Regions from separate parts of the Zea mays genome. Here all the other regions are linked to region 4. A link is a contact called in public Hi-C data. All regions are on one chromosome and are shown on one strand. Each heading gives the region's core, a stretch centred on a gene start, on an enhancer-like site or on the middle of the called end of the contact. The rest is flanking DNA. Distances are from core to core; before and after follow the strand shown. Region 1 holds the start of LOC100383040 (accumulation of photosystem one1). Region 2 holds the start of met5 (DNA methyl transferase5). Region 3 holds the start of LOC103645947 (bifunctional purine biosynthesis protein PurH). Region 4 holds the start of LOC103645943 (myosin-11).

The links. A called contact is a pair of places that touch in the nucleus more often than the background predicts.
Region 1: a contact with region 4 is called in a Hi-C map of leaf mesophyll, with 2.0 times the contacts expected there. The contact joins the promoter of LOC100383040 here to the promoter of LOC103645943 in region 4. A contact is called at or near these places in 13 of 25 Hi-C or Micro-C datasets (bundle sheath, ear, leaf and 3 more) and 1 of 3 datasets of contacts at active chromatin or transcription factors (leaf).
Region 2: a contact with region 4 is called in a Hi-C map of endosperm, with 2.6 times the contacts expected there. The contact joins the promoter of met5 here to the promoter of LOC103645943 in region 4. A contact is called at or near these places in 16 of 25 Hi-C or Micro-C datasets (bundle sheath, ear, endosperm and 4 more) and 1 of 3 datasets of contacts at active chromatin or transcription factors (leaf).
Region 3: a Hi-C map of leaf shows a contact between it and region 4, with 2.0 times the contacts expected there. The contact joins the promoter of LOC103645947 here to the promoter of LOC103645943 in region 4. A contact is called at or near these places in 3 of 25 Hi-C or Micro-C datasets (endosperm and leaf).

The regions. Positions count from the first base shown.
Region 1 is chr2:10,439,361-10,443,098 of Zm-B73-REFERENCE-NAM-5.0, reverse strand. LOC100383040 (accumulation of photosystem one1) reads left to right here and starts at 2,208. Exons shown (of 9, transcript NM_001175717.1): 1 at 2,208-2,422; 2 at 2,504-2,614.
Region 2 is chr2:10,734,869-10,738,575 of Zm-B73-REFERENCE-NAM-5.0, reverse strand. met5 (DNA methyl transferase5) reads right to left here and starts at 1,909. Exons shown (of 20, transcript NM_001111697.2): 1 at 1,382-1,909; 2 at 1,169-1,265. The coding sequence starts at 1,881.
Region 3 is chr2:10,782,714-10,786,327 of Zm-B73-REFERENCE-NAM-5.0, reverse strand. It overlaps LOC103645947 (bifunctional purine biosynthesis protein PurH), which reads right to left and starts at 2,349. Exons shown (of 12, transcript XM_008670672.3): 1 at 2,099-2,349; 2 at 1,903-1,987; 3 at 1,477-1,558; 4 at 1,173-1,269; 5 at 982-1,084; 6 at 720-850; 7 at 366-543; 8 at 1-144. The coding sequence starts at 2,215.
Region 4 is chr2:10,599,002-10,602,325 of Zm-B73-REFERENCE-NAM-5.0, reverse strand. LOC103645943 (myosin-11) reads left to right here and starts at 1,384. Exons shown (of 9, transcript XM_020548133.2): 1 at 1,384-1,729; 2 at 2,801-2,900. The coding sequence starts at 2,829.

The sequences.
Region 1 (3,738 bases), core at 959-3,458, 160 kb after region 4:
GATTTGAAAAAAAAGACCCTGTGATTCATTGAAATTGAACCCGTCGTCCAAGGAGATTTTTGCCATTATGAAACACGACAAGTTCGACTTCGACGAAATGGAGACGTAGGTGAGGGCTTCGATGATTTGGAGATTCACACAACACACACGCCGGTATGGACTCGAGCTCTCTCTTAGACGCGTTCGACAGTGATTAATCCTCCACCATGAGGATCAATCAGGGCAGCCACCGTTCCCGTCTTCAGCGCCATTACTGCTCGGGTCGCCGTTCCACCACTACTGCCCTGCCCTGCCCCACCGACGCCGACACCGAGCACCCCTTCTAGCTGGACGAAGAAGAGGACGCAGTCGAACAACACCTTCTCGATTCTCCGCTCGAGGCCGCCTTCCTGCACCTCACCCTCCTCCGTCTCGACGCCAACCTCTGCGGCGAGGTGGTCCGCCGCGGCTCCCACCTCCTCTTCTTCCACGAGGGCGGCGCAAACGGTACCGCCGCTCCCCCTTGCAGAGCGTTGCTGCTAGCGACAGCGGGCCGCAGCGGGAGAACCTGAGCGTGCCGGATTACGACACTGGAGAACCTGAGTGTGCTCGACGGCGGCTCGTGGTCATTGTCAAGAGGCTGGACGCCGCCAAGATTGGCCCAGTAGCACTGGGAGCAGAGGCGTTCGAGCAGAACATGGATGTTGTTGGCCGACTGCGACACTGGAAGCAGAGAGATCTCGGAAGCAGAGGGCGGCTCGAGATGAACCCCAGCTGCTGCGCCAAGTCGTGCTCGGCCGACGACGCCACCACCGTCTTGTCCTCCTCATCCTGCTCGTCTGGCTCCGGGGGCAGATCTCCTGTCACCGGACCACGACCGCCCCGACGCTGGCCGCTTCCTGTGCTGCCTCGACGTGTCCAGCCTCAAGCGTCGCCTGGTCGCCACCTTCTCCAGCATCCACGCCCACCAATGGAGGTACTTGGTCCTGGGCCAGGCTTGCTTCCACCTCGGCCTGATGGAGGACGCGTTGGTGCTTCTCCAAACCGACCACCGCCTCGCCTCCGTGATGTTCCGGCGCGAGAGCGTGTGCTGGTCGGAGGACAGGTTCCCGCCCCCGTCGAACCTGCTGGCGCCCGCCAATACAAGGGCGGAGTCCGTGTCGCAGCTGCCGGCGCACGTGAAGCTCGTCCTCCACCGCCGCGGTGGCGGCACTGGACGCCGGCCTCCCCGACGAGGCCGTGCGCCATTTCAACAAGGTGCTCGACACGTGCCGCAGCGTGCTGTCGCACCCCTTCGCCATGGCCTGCCTCGGCGAGCTGTCTATCATGATGCCATTGTTGAGGAAGAAGAGAGAAGGAGAGAGCTCACCGGAGATAGGAGTGGCGGCTACGGCACTGACAGCGATGCAGACGGAAATCGTGCCCTGCAGACTGATGGGGTGTTTGGTTTGCCCCTGCTAAAATTTAGCCCCTATCACATCGAATGTTTGAACCTCCATTCGGGGTATTAAATGTAGTCAGATTATAAAACTAATTTCTCAGCCGAAGATTAAAAAGTGAGACGAATCTAGTACAGTTGGTTGGTTCTATATTTCATACTCCTATTTGAAAGTCAAATGCTTGATGTGACCCGGGCTAAACTTTAGTCCACAGAACCAAACACCCCCTGATTCGGACGGAGGAGGATTAATGGTTGTCCTCAGCGCCCAAGAGAGATTTTGAGTCTATACAAACGGTTACGCACCGTATAAGGTGGTGTTTGGTTAGAGGGACTAAAGATTAGTCTCTAGTTTTTAGTCCCTTTTAGTCTCTTTTTTGCCAAACACTAGGACTAAAATATGGACTAAAATGATTTAGTCTTTAGTCCTTCACATAGGTGCTAAAAGAGACTAAAAGCCCATAATTATCATGTTGCCCTTACTTTTTTTATAGATAACTAATATTATGAGTGTATTCTAAGGGTATTTGAGTCTTTAGACAGTGTATTTAATGACTTTAGAATCTATTTAGTCCCTAAAACCAAACATATATGGACTAAAGTTTAGTCCTAGCACTAAAGTTTAGTCCTAAGACTAATTGAAACCAAACATGCCCTAAATTTCCAAATCTTCGAATCCCTCCTCTGCGTTTCCATTTGTTGAAGCCGAACGTTTCATAATTGGCGAAAATCTCCCGTCCAGGCGGCACATTTACTTCTTCCTTATCACCTCCATCTCTCACCCCGGTCTCTCTCCCCTCGCGCGGCCGGCGCCCCAACTCCCTCCCCTCCGGTTCTCGCTCGCCTCCACTTCTTCCTCCTCGCCTCTGGGTCCTGACGCCTTCCACCGTCGGCCGGAGAAGCACCTCCGCCTTGCCACCGTCGGGCCCTGCTGTCTCCAGCCATCGCCGCTCCACCTCCGCCACCCCACCACCGGGTCCCGTCGGCATCTGGCCACTGTTGCCGGTTGTATGCACCGCCCGGATGCGTCCTTCTCCGTTCTCCCTCCACCTCCGTCTGCTGACCGTCACCACCATTCGCCTCCAGGTGCAGCGGCGTGGCGAGGAAGCGCGGGAGGAGCCGGTACGGCGGGACGCGGAGGGCCCCGTCGCCTGGTCCGCAACAGCCTGCATCCCGGGAGGCCACGAGTAAGATAAGGTGAGGGAGAAGAAGTGAAATCCGGCCGCCATGCCGAGGCCTCAACCTTCCGTGTGTCTCCTATCTGAAGACCCCCCACTACCTCCACTGACTCCCCCTTCTTTTAATGTCGTTAAAGTTGCTTTGAATTTTCAATTGACTAATGCGCGTCCGTTCAACACAACGAACAGAAATGGCCATCAGCTGACTTGCACGTTTGTGAGACAGGCTTGAAATATGAAACACATTGCTTGTGTCTACTGAAGTGTTTACTCTTCATTTTTGATTTTATCACTCTAGCCCTGAATGCATTTGCCATCTATTGATGTCATGGTAGAATGTTTGAAGAAATGCCCTTAAGGTGTTAGATGAAATGTCTATATGGATGCATTAGGCAACTGCCCTCAAAGGATTAGATAAAATGAGTATATGAATGGATAGGCACCTCTAACGCACATGTACCACATCTTTGCCATGCCTGTGGTGTTAGTTTTGATGTACAAGACAACAATATGAATTTCAATTTTATCTTATTATTCTATCAACAGATTTATTCAGTGTCTTCCTTTAGAAGCAGTGGTTGTAAATGTTCAAAGTAGCACTTATTATTCATGTTCATTGAGAAATCAACAGTACCGATTTCTGATATTTTTTATATTGTTTGTTTTTTAATGCTGTTGGTCTGCTGCAATAGTACACTGCTACAATAAATTGGTTAGTGTTGCTATAAAATTTGATGCACAATATATGTTCAACATATTTCATATCAAAGTACCATCATCAATTAGGATCACTTATTTTTTCCCTGAAAAGTTAAGCTTACATACTTCATCATCAATCCTTTGATTTGAAAAATTGGTATGTGTGGACTTACCAAACGATGCAGCTCTAGCAGTACGATCCTATTGCACGGCACTGCGGCAGTACACGACTACCAAAGGTCCACATCTTTGTTCTTTGCCTGTGTGCATGTGCTAACCACAAAGATGACACAATACATTAAAGTGAGCATCGGGGTAGGTCCCGCGCCAAAGGTTTATTGTGCTTTCAATTCTAGAACTCTAACACAAAAGAAGGATTAGAGTATCTTCTCCACTTACTAAATATAGCACTATATTGATTATTAAATTATCTATGGCGAGTGA
Region 2 (3,707 bases), core at 660-3,159, 140 kb before region 4:
GAGACGTGCAGTGACTGTAGATGGGCTAAAAAAGGCCTAATAACTAAACCCTAGCCGGGACGACCAGGACACATAAGTCGGACGACTAGTCACCCTAGTCGACGATTAGTCGGACGACCAGGACGACTAGGTTATCTGGTCGAGTCGTCCAGCAAATCGTGTACTAATTACCGACCAGCCCGACTAATCGCGATTAATCGCGATTAGTCGGACGACTTGAAATCATTGCATTGCATCATCAATGTTTGTGTTCAGCTGAATTACTAAGAATTTTCATCAAACTAAAATTTAAGACACAAACAACACTTTAACTTCATAAACAGGCAAATAAGACAAGAAAATTTTCAAATGCTCTCAGAGATCATAATGGATGTGATCAATGGCTGGCACCCCTTTATATTATACTCCCTCTAGTCACAAATACTTAACACATGTGAGTATTCCAATGGCACACAAGCGATTTAAACGGTGAAAATGTTGAACTTACCATTAAGTTAGCATAATTTAAAAATATTTAACAACCTAAGAATTGGAAACTATTAGAGGCTAAAGTTGTTTTTGTTCCCAAATTGTATTTAGCAAAGCTTTTTGGCAAAGCTTGATATTTATGAACTCTTTGCTCGGCGCCATAGATTTGTAAAAGGACCAAAATTCACGTTTACCGAACTTTTTTCGGAAAAATTACCAAAAAAACGGTGCGTCGAAAGTACCACCATGTATAGTGGTGGGCCTACATGCAAGCAAGGGTATTCAATTGAATACTCATTATTTTTGGCAAAACAATTATATATACATGTATATGTTATGTATATAAGCTAAAATATTATAAAAAAACATAAAATCATACTGTTTTACAGCTATTTTGTCTAAACTTTGGTTTTCACTAGCCCTCTTCATTTATGTACCGTTCAACCGATCATACAGTACAATAGTGTAATTTTAAATTGTCAAAAAATATGTTCTACCAAAAATTTGAATACTCATACTTCAAATCCTAGGCCCGCCGCTGACCATGTAACGCTGGGCGCTGACCACACGCACAACAGATTGCAAATGGACAACAAAAAACAATTAAGTGATGCTTCCTTAACAAATACATGAGCAGTGCGTAAATGAGAGCAGCAGCAGCAGCATGACAAATAAAGGCAATGAAGACGATGGGCAAAACCTTGACATAAACGTCATCCCCGAGGCAGTAGACAATGTTGTCCACCTTAGCGCTCCGGTAGTGGCACCTGGCCTTGAGCTCATCGTCCTCCTCCGGTCTGCATGCGCAATAGATTAACAAATAGCAAATTGCTCAGCTCTCAAGCAACGAACAGGGAGCAAAAATCCAGTCATAGTCATACTAAACCAGGGTAAGAAGGGAGGGACAATATACTTATTTGCGGCAGTGCTGCGCTCGTAGCGCTTGGGCCAGTTGCTGTGCGCCTCGGCCGCAGCAACGGGGCTGCCGATGAACTCGGGCACGTGGTCGCCCGAGGCGGCGGCGCTCCTTCTCCCCACCCTCTTCTTACCGGGCGACCCGGCCGCGACCGCGGCCACCACCTCCTGCATGGCCTGCTCCTCGGCCTCCGCCTCCTCCTCGCCCATGGCCAACTCCTCCTCGTCGGGCTCCTCGGCGCACACGTCGTCCACAACGGGCTCCGTCTTCTCGGTCTCCCCCTTCTTCTTCATCCCCGCCACGGCCGGTTTGGCCTGCTTGGGCGTCGGCTTGGGCTTCTTCCCGGAAGACGCCGCCTTGCGTCTGCGCTTGGCGGTGGACGCAGCCACAACCTCCTCCTCCTCCTCCTGGTTCTGGTGGATCTCCTCGGCCATGGCGGAGCGCTTCCGGCCGGAGGCGCGCGTGGGCCTAGCGGATGACGGGGAGCTTGGCGCCATGGCAAGGGATGCGGTAGCTGCTGCTGCTGCTGCTGCTCTCTAGGGTTGGGAGACGAGGGGTTTGGCAAGCTCTGGGGGTGTAGAAATCGAATCGAAGAGGATCGGTCAAATGTGGAAACAGGGCAGAGAGGAGGCGGGAGCGGCAGTGGGAAAACGAAACCCGAACCAAAAAGATGGAGGGAGCGGGAACGTCCAATTTTTTACGGCGCGGAGCCTTCTGCAGGCTGCAGCGGCCAGCGGGAGAGCCCGGATTCGAATTTTTGTTCGTCTCCCGCGAGCGCCGCAGGCTTTCGGATGTTGGCCCCTCTACCTCCAGCCCTGTCTGTCACATGAACCAGCTGTAGGGTGGCCCAAACTGTGTGGGTAGTTGGGCCTGTTTGTTTCGTTTTCAGTCGGATTATGACCATGAGACAGCTTTAGCCGTTTATGTCTTTATGAGAATCAGCTTTGTGAAAATAACTCCAATCTTTACTTTCTTATTGTAGGCGTGCACACCCGCCGTGTTCTGCCTCTCTACAGCTGTCTGCCCGCGCGCCCCCTCTCCTCCGCGATCCTCCCCCAGCGCGTCTACAGCTGTCTGCCCGCGCCCCCCCTCTCCTCCGCGATCCTCCCCCAGCGCGTAGATCCCGGCTCCGCGACGAACGCCTCCGCCCCACGCCATCCGTGCCGCCATCAAGGGATCTCCTACCACCAGCGCGTAGATCCCGTCAACCAAGCGAGTCCCGCCGTGAATGTCGCCCACCTCCCTCCGACTCCGAACGCGGGGCTTCACCAGACAAGAACGCGCCAAGCCCGATGCTCCCAGGACCACACCGCCCAAGCCGTCGAGCAAATCCGCATTGTGCAAGTGGTGGCGCAGCCTCGCGCCCGCCCTGCTCGCTGCCGCCGCTGTGGTTCGGGCCAGGAGGAGTGTTCAAAGTGGCCCTGTTTGCGGACCTGCATTATGGCGAGGACGCGTGGACGGACTGGGGCCCCGCGCAGGACGCCGCGTCCGACCGCGTCATGGCCGCCGTCCTCGACGTCGAGAACCCAGGTGCGTGCATGCGCACGCTCTCCTTTTGCTCCCCTTACCCTTTCCCTTTTCCTCCGAAAGAATCAAAGAACTGAAACGGAACTCCCTCTCTGCCTCATGGTCTCTGCGGCGGCGGAATTCGATCCACGCATCTTCGCTCAGACTTGGTGGTGTACCTCGGCGACCTGGTGACGGCCAACTGATAGTCGCCTAGAGGGGGGGTGAATAGGGCGAAACTGAAATTTACAAAAATAATCACAACTACAAGCCGGGGTTAGCGTTAGTAATAATAAATGAGTCCGCAAGAGAGGGCGCAAAACAAATCGCAAGCAAATAAGGAGAGTGACACGTGGATTTGTTTTACCGAGGTTCGGTTCTTGCAAACCTACTCCCCGTTGAGGAGGCCACAAAGGCCGGGTCTCTTTCAACCCTTCCCTCTCTCAAACGGTCCCTCGGACCGAGTGAGCTTTCCTTCTTCTCAATCAACCGGGAACAAAACTTCCCTGCAAGGGCCACCACACAATCGGTGCCTCTTGTCTCGGTTACAATTGAGTGTTGATCACAAGAGCAAAAGAGAAAGAAAGAATGCGATCCAAGCGCAAGAGCTCAAAAGAACACGGCAAATCTCTCTCGCTAGTCACTAAAGGCTTGAGTGGAATTGGAGAAGATTTGATCTCTTTGTATGTGTCTAGAATTGAATGCCTAGCTCTTGTAAGTGGTTAGAAGTTGGAAAACTTGGATGGCAATGAATGTGGGGTGGTTGGGGTATTTATAGCCCCAACCACCAAACTTGACCGTTGGCTGGAGGCTTCTG
Region 3 (3,614 bases), core at 1,100-3,599, 180 kb before region 4:
GAATAGCAGTGGCAATACCACCAGCACCAACAAGAGAAAGGCTCTTGTCAGCATAGAATGCAGCACTCTGATGAGGATTTTCGCCATACCGGAGTGTAGACTTCAGCTCCAGTGGCACAGTAAAGCTTGGGGGGAACATCTCTCCTACCAAAATAACATGCATGCAGTCAAATGTCACTTAAAAATTCAATCTGTGTTGTAAATAGTGGTGTTATAGCAGCTTCTGAGAGCTGTTGTTGTAACCACTGCTAAGAAAATAGCAGACTATAGCGACGCTATCACCGTTTTCCGAAGGCTGCCACTAAATCCAATAGTCCTATTTACAATAATGAATTCAACTATTCAGTCTGTTGCTGAAACACTACCTTTATTTGATTGCTTCCACAACCATTCTGACACTGCAGAATCATAAGAGGCGACATGCTGCATGGCTTTCCATGCCAACATCCTGGGGAACTGCTGATCGTCTCGCTTTCCTTTAAGGTACTCCAGTAAAGCAGGATAATCATTATGATCCACCACAATAAGAACATCCTTATGGTTCTGTCAGAACACAGAGCAATAACTTTAACAGAATCATCCATAGTTAAAGTACACCAACCATGTATATCACTATTACCATTGCAATATATGTCCCAGATGCAAAAAAAAAAAAAAACTGCAATCATGTAGTGAGAATTGCATGGTAAATGGTGCCAAGAGCAGAAATACTTAGTTACCTTGGCTGCAGCTCTGATCATCGTGGGCCCACCAATATCAATATTTTCAATGCCATCCTCAAAAGAGATGTTACCAGAGGTGACTTTGTCATAAAAGGGATACAAATTCACCACAACCACATCAAATGTCCCTGTGCCCCAAGAAAAGAGTTTTTAGTTCATATACAGTTTGTTGACCTACAAAGTTAGCAGAAAGATTGAACCTTGTTGTGTGACAATTAAAATTCATAAGCAATGTTAAATGGTGGAATAATAAATTCACCAATTCCATGATCTTTTAGTGCCTTCAAATGATGCTCCTGGTCTCTCCTGGCAAGAATACCACCATGTATACTTGGGTGCAATGTTTTCACTCGTCCATCAAGCTGAAATAACGATACATGCAGACAATATGTGAAGACGAGAAAAGAATTATGTTCATTACCACTAACAACATTCTGTAGATGCTCAAACCATTTCAGGGAAATGTGTGATTTCTTCAACTTTTGTTACACTGACTCCTGCTGCTTCCAGGCTGGATGCTGTTCCACCAGTGGAAACGATGGAATACCTATGGGGACAAAACGTTGTTTATGAGATACTTCATTGCTGTTGCTGAGTTAGAATTTTACTTTGTTCTTTACCTCGAACTTGCATCCTTATTTTTTATACTATACAGAAGTAATATACATCATATCATCTACAAGTAAGAATTCCTACTACCTAAAACACCCTGGCAGACAAATTCTGGAAACAAGTCATAAAGACATATTCTTACCCCAAACCCTGAAGACCATTGCCAAGATAAGCCAAGTCCGTTTTATCCGACAACGATATCAATACTTGTTTCTTTCCTGAAACTGTAGGATACCAACAACAGTTAATAAACCCGAAGTAAGCCCCCGGTGAGTTAGGAAATAATGGGTATCAAAGAACACACGCACAATTTTATGGGCAGCTAGAGCATAGGTATATTCATAAACATAACTGATCCCTTAATTAATTCAATTTCCAGAAACGTGAAATTAGCCGCGACCATGACTCATGAGAAACATCCAATCTAGGATATTAGAGATAACCAACTAGACGAAATCATCCCAATAAGATTTCTTCAGTCACGGTACACAAAAGGCAAGCTTTTACCTATACAGCTCCACGACAAACACTAGAGCACATGAACAAAGAAATGAAAAACTTTAATTACCGCTGGGCTTGGTCTGCGCCGCTGCCACGGCGGGGCCAGCAGACCGCGCCACCGCCGAGAGGGACGACGCAAGGGCCACGCGATCCTGCAGGAAACCAGCAGCAGGCTCACTAGACAGTGATTAAAATCACGAGGCGACCAACGGAGGAGGGAAGCAGGCAGGGAAGTGGCAGCAAGAGGCGGCCGCGCGGAGTACCGTGTGGCGCGGCGCCGGGGCCAAGCTGTGGCACCGGCGGAGAGGCGCCGCGCGCAGACCTGCCGCGAGCTTGGCAGCGGTGGCCGGGGACGACAGCAGGTGGAGGTGGAGCGGCATGGCTGCGCTGTCTGCTGGGCGGGGCGGGGCGGGGCGGACTGGCGGCGGCGCACCGAGGGGAATGGAGTAAAAGGCAGGTGCAGGGTACAGGAAAGAACGGCTGCCAACATTTTTTTTTTCTATTTCTAATGTTATTTCCAAAAAAAATAGTTTTCCTGAAAGTGTATATATATTATTTTTCAATAAAATCTAAGCTTTTGTTTGGATGTCTATGTATCCTTTTAATCTATTTACGTTATAATGGTTTACTGTGTACATAAACATACAAAAAAATCAAAAAGTTGGTCTTTAGTCAAACACAACGGGATGTAAATTGTCAAACAAAATTGATATCAGAAATTTTATTACACGTAGTAAGGGCTAGTTTGAGAATTTTATTTTTCTAAAAAATTCATATTTTCCTAAGAGAAAAAAGAAATATTTTTTAAAAAATAGAAAAATCTCTTAAAAAACAGATTCCCAAATTAGCACTAAATTGTCAAAACTTTCGGTAGAAAAAAAATGCTCTGGGTACTCTTAATGGCGTCTCGCTAACAATAGCAAACGTCTACAAATAGAATAATGACACCATTCTTATCAACCTTATGTTTTTGAGCATTTATGATTATATCTCTCTGGCCTTGCAATTATAATTTTATCCCTCAATTTTAACTTTATGATTTTACTCATTCGTTTTTAAATCGAAGCTGCGTCATACCCTTGCATCGTTACGAGGAAAGACAGATGCATATGTAATTTGTTGTGGTTTTATCTCTTGTTATATAATTGTGATTTTACTCCCAACTTTAGGGTTGCGCTTGTACAAAATAAAAAGAGGGTAGTTAGGGCCTTTCACTCGTTTCTTTTCACATTTTTAACACTAATTTTGATTTTCAATATCGGCGTTAAAAGGGAGGGCAAACGGTAGCTTTGTTTCAAAATAGAGAGATTAAACTATAATTAAAAAACAAAAGGTAATTAGGCCATGTTTGGAAGGCTTATGGGGTGTTTGAATGCATTAAAACTAATAGTTAGTGACTAAAATTAGTTAAAATATCCAAACACTCTAGCTAATAGTTCAGCTATTAGCTATTTTTAGTAAATTAGTTAATAGTTAGCTAGTCATTTGTTAGCTAACTAATCTAACTAACAATTTTTAGCTAACTAACTATTAATTCTAGTACATTCAAACACCCTCTTAAGAAGGTGTTTAAATGCACTAGAGCTAATAGTTAGTGGCTAAAATTAGTTGAGACATCTAAACACCCTAGCTAATAGTTTAGCTATTAGCTATTTTTGGTAAATAGTTAATAGTTAGGTAGTTATTTGTTAGCTAGCTAATTCCATTAATAATTTTTAGCAAAAGTTCTAGTGCATTCAAACACCCTCTAAAGCTAATAGTTAACCAGCTAATAAATTA
Region 4 (3,324 bases), core at 135-2,634:
AATCCAGATTCACTAAACTAGCGAATCTCAAAATTTGCGAACTTGATAAAAAAAATTAACCACCGTTATCACTAGTTACACAACATACCCCTTTATTCTTTTTTCTCTTTCCCTTCCTTCATCCGCACCTTTCTCTCTCGTCCGTGGAAAAAATCCATGCTTAGGCGACAAAGGCTCTACACTGATCGAATCCTCGCCCTAGACGCCACTGACCATGTGCTCCTCGCCTAGCACCCATGTAACTTGGAAAGGTGCGAGTAGTCATGCCCTAGTCGCATCAGCTCGCTATGATGCCTGATCGCACTTAACCTCGATTGAGGCTCTCTCTCCCTCCCTCCCTCTCACTCTAATCGCTTGTACATCTTTCCCTCCATCTCCCTCCCTCTACCCCCACTCCACCCTGTGTCTCTCTTCCTATCCCTCACTTCGTGCAGCCACGCTCGTGTCCGCTCCAACCCTGGTTGACCACACCTTTCCCCCCTCTATCTTTTCACTCTCCTTACTGTGGTAAGCAGCGACAACACCAACCTTGTTGTCTCTCTCCCTCCCATCCCTCAATCCAGCCCACGCAAGCCCTTGCCTTATCACTCTTCCCATGCCCCCTCACTCTATCCAACCCATCCCATGCCCACTCTAACCAGTCATGCATACCCCCACACTCTGGGCAGTCGTGCTTGTGCTCGCCTCTAGGCATGGTCGGTCGTGCCTATTTCTCTCCCTCCCTCCAATCTGGTTGTGCTCTCCCTCGACCTAGGCGCACCAAACTATATTGTGCATTAACTATCAACTATCATGATCGCGCCTGACCAAGTCCTAAAAGAAGTCATGTTTTTAAGAGTAGGAATAAAGAAACCCTAACATTGATAAAGTGAGGCCTACAAGGCTATCTACCATAGCCTTACATACCCCATACTTGAAATTTCACTATGTGACATGGTGCAATCTACAATACAAAATTGTGTATTCACGACTATATACACGATGGACGACAACCTAAAATAAAATATTCTATTTAAACTAAAGTAATTAGATTTTATAGTACTAGAACTGCTTCATTAATTTTAGGTGCACATTTACTTTTTAAGGAGTAGACCCGTTCAAAATACCATAAGAGCCCATTTGGAATGCAGATTTTTTAGATGAATTATACAAGAATTTCACAGAAATCAATTTATTTTTATAAGAAAAACACTGGAAATGAGAAATATTCCCACATTGCAAAGAGCCCCAAGCCTGTTCTTCCTACGGAGCGAACCCACCCCAGTCCCCACCCACACATTTATTTTTCCTGCATGCTGGCTACTCGCGAGAAATGTTTCGTGCACTTCCAAATCTGTGTCGAATCCACGTCAGCTCAGTACTGGAATGCTGAGGAGGTGAGCTCACAGGCCGGTGAGCCCAGCAACCCCTCCGGCACTGCATGCGGGTCCCACCCGCCGGACGCGGCAGCTCAGCCAACAGCACGCATACGCATACGGCATACCGCAGCACCGCCAGCAGGTTACATATAAACCCTCCCACGACGGAAGAAACCCCCGACGAAATAAAAAGATTCTCTCTCCTTTTCTTTTTCTTCTCTCCACCCGCTTCTCTCTGTTGATTTCTGGCCGGGGTTGGCTGGCTTGGTTCTCCTTCTGGCTGCTCGCTCGCCTGCAACCGCCAAGGGACAGGAAGCAAGAAGGATTGGACCGCCGTCCGCCGGGACACCTCTTCCTGATCCAAATCCAAGGTGACTTATGTTTCTTCTGACTGGATTGGATGGAGAGGTTCTTTTGTATTGAAAACGGCCAGTTTTTTCTTCTTTTTTCTTCCATTTTGATTCTTGATGAGTCCGATTGCGCTCGGGGTTAGCGATTATCCACCGGCGATTCCCCGTCTGTTTTGGTTCGGAGGTCCTCGCTTCGCTTCGCTTCGCTTCGCTTCGCTTTGCCCGTCTGGACACTGGAGCCCTCTGTCTGGAGTCGCCGTGCCACCTCGTTGGCGTTTGGTTCTCGGCTTCTCCGATGCGTGCAGCGTGCTGGTGCAGCCGGAAGCTGCCAGGAGGAGTGCTGCGCCTCTCTTCGTTTGCCTCGTGCTTCCCTGCTTGCTTCCGTTTCCTTTTCCGGTGTTTCGATCGATCAGCCACCTTCAGTTTCCTTTTCCGGTGTCTCGCCCCGATCGGATCGCTCTCGCTCCTCTTTGACTTCGCGGGCGCTGCAGATGCCATGTCCCCGCTCAGGGTAGGCAGTGGAGGGGACGAGACGGTCGTGGGGAGGTTGGTGAGTCCGGGCTGTCGTCTTTGTCTCTTGGCTTTGCTTTTTTTTTTTGTCCTTGTTTGGTTGCTATGCCTTGCTGTCGATCCTTGTGTTTGGTGCCTGCAATCTTGTGCTTCAAGGGTCAGTGAGCTAGCTCAGATCAAATAATCTAACGTTTTCTTTAAAAAATCTTATCTGGTCGTGCGCACAGCGTGTTCATCGATGTGTGCGGTCTTTTCAGTCTGTTCTGTGAGCTGAGCGCCTTTGCACGGTTCAGATTCACTCGATTTTCCGATCCAATTTCGAGTTGTTGGTAAGTCTTGGCATGAGTAGGAACCACCTAATCCTTTCCGAGCACCAGAATGATTTTACTTTACACTGTGGACACATTGGATTCTAGCCGTGAACTTTATCTCTGTATCCTTCATCGTCCAGGCTGTAAAAGAAAGCCCGTTTTTTAATGCCGTTGGACTGGACTGAGTTTCTGCCTTGGATTCTACTGTTACTTGTTTTATGTATGATTCGATTCAGGAATTGATGCTGGTGATTCTTGCTACCATTTGCAGGGACGGACAGCTAAAGTAGCTGTGGAATATGGAAGTCGAGCAGGCCGCCGAAGTAAGCGCTCCAGAGACGGCTGATCTTAACGTGCCTGCTAAGACGCCGGTAAGAAAACATGCTATCCCTTACTAATGCCCACTTAGCAACTTGAGTATTGTTATGGGTTTCCTACTTACTATGTTTGACCGAAGCCCCTTGCTATAGCTTTGCTAAGGCCCTGAGAGACACACATTTCCAATAACTGAAAACATTTAGCTTCCAATACCTGTCATGCACACAAATCGATGAGGCACCAAAAAATATCTAGCCGAATCATATGTATATGGGGTGTTTGTCATGCTAAGCCTGTTTGGATTGATAAAATAACTTGCTAGCTGCTATGCTCCAAGTACCTTGTGTTGATCTTCATCTCTCTGGTATCCTGGTTACATTTTATATATGCATAATATGAAAATTAATGTGCTGCGCTGTGAACACTGCAATGCAGGTTTCAGGATTGGTTTGTTGGGTTAAAATAAAAGGTCGAATG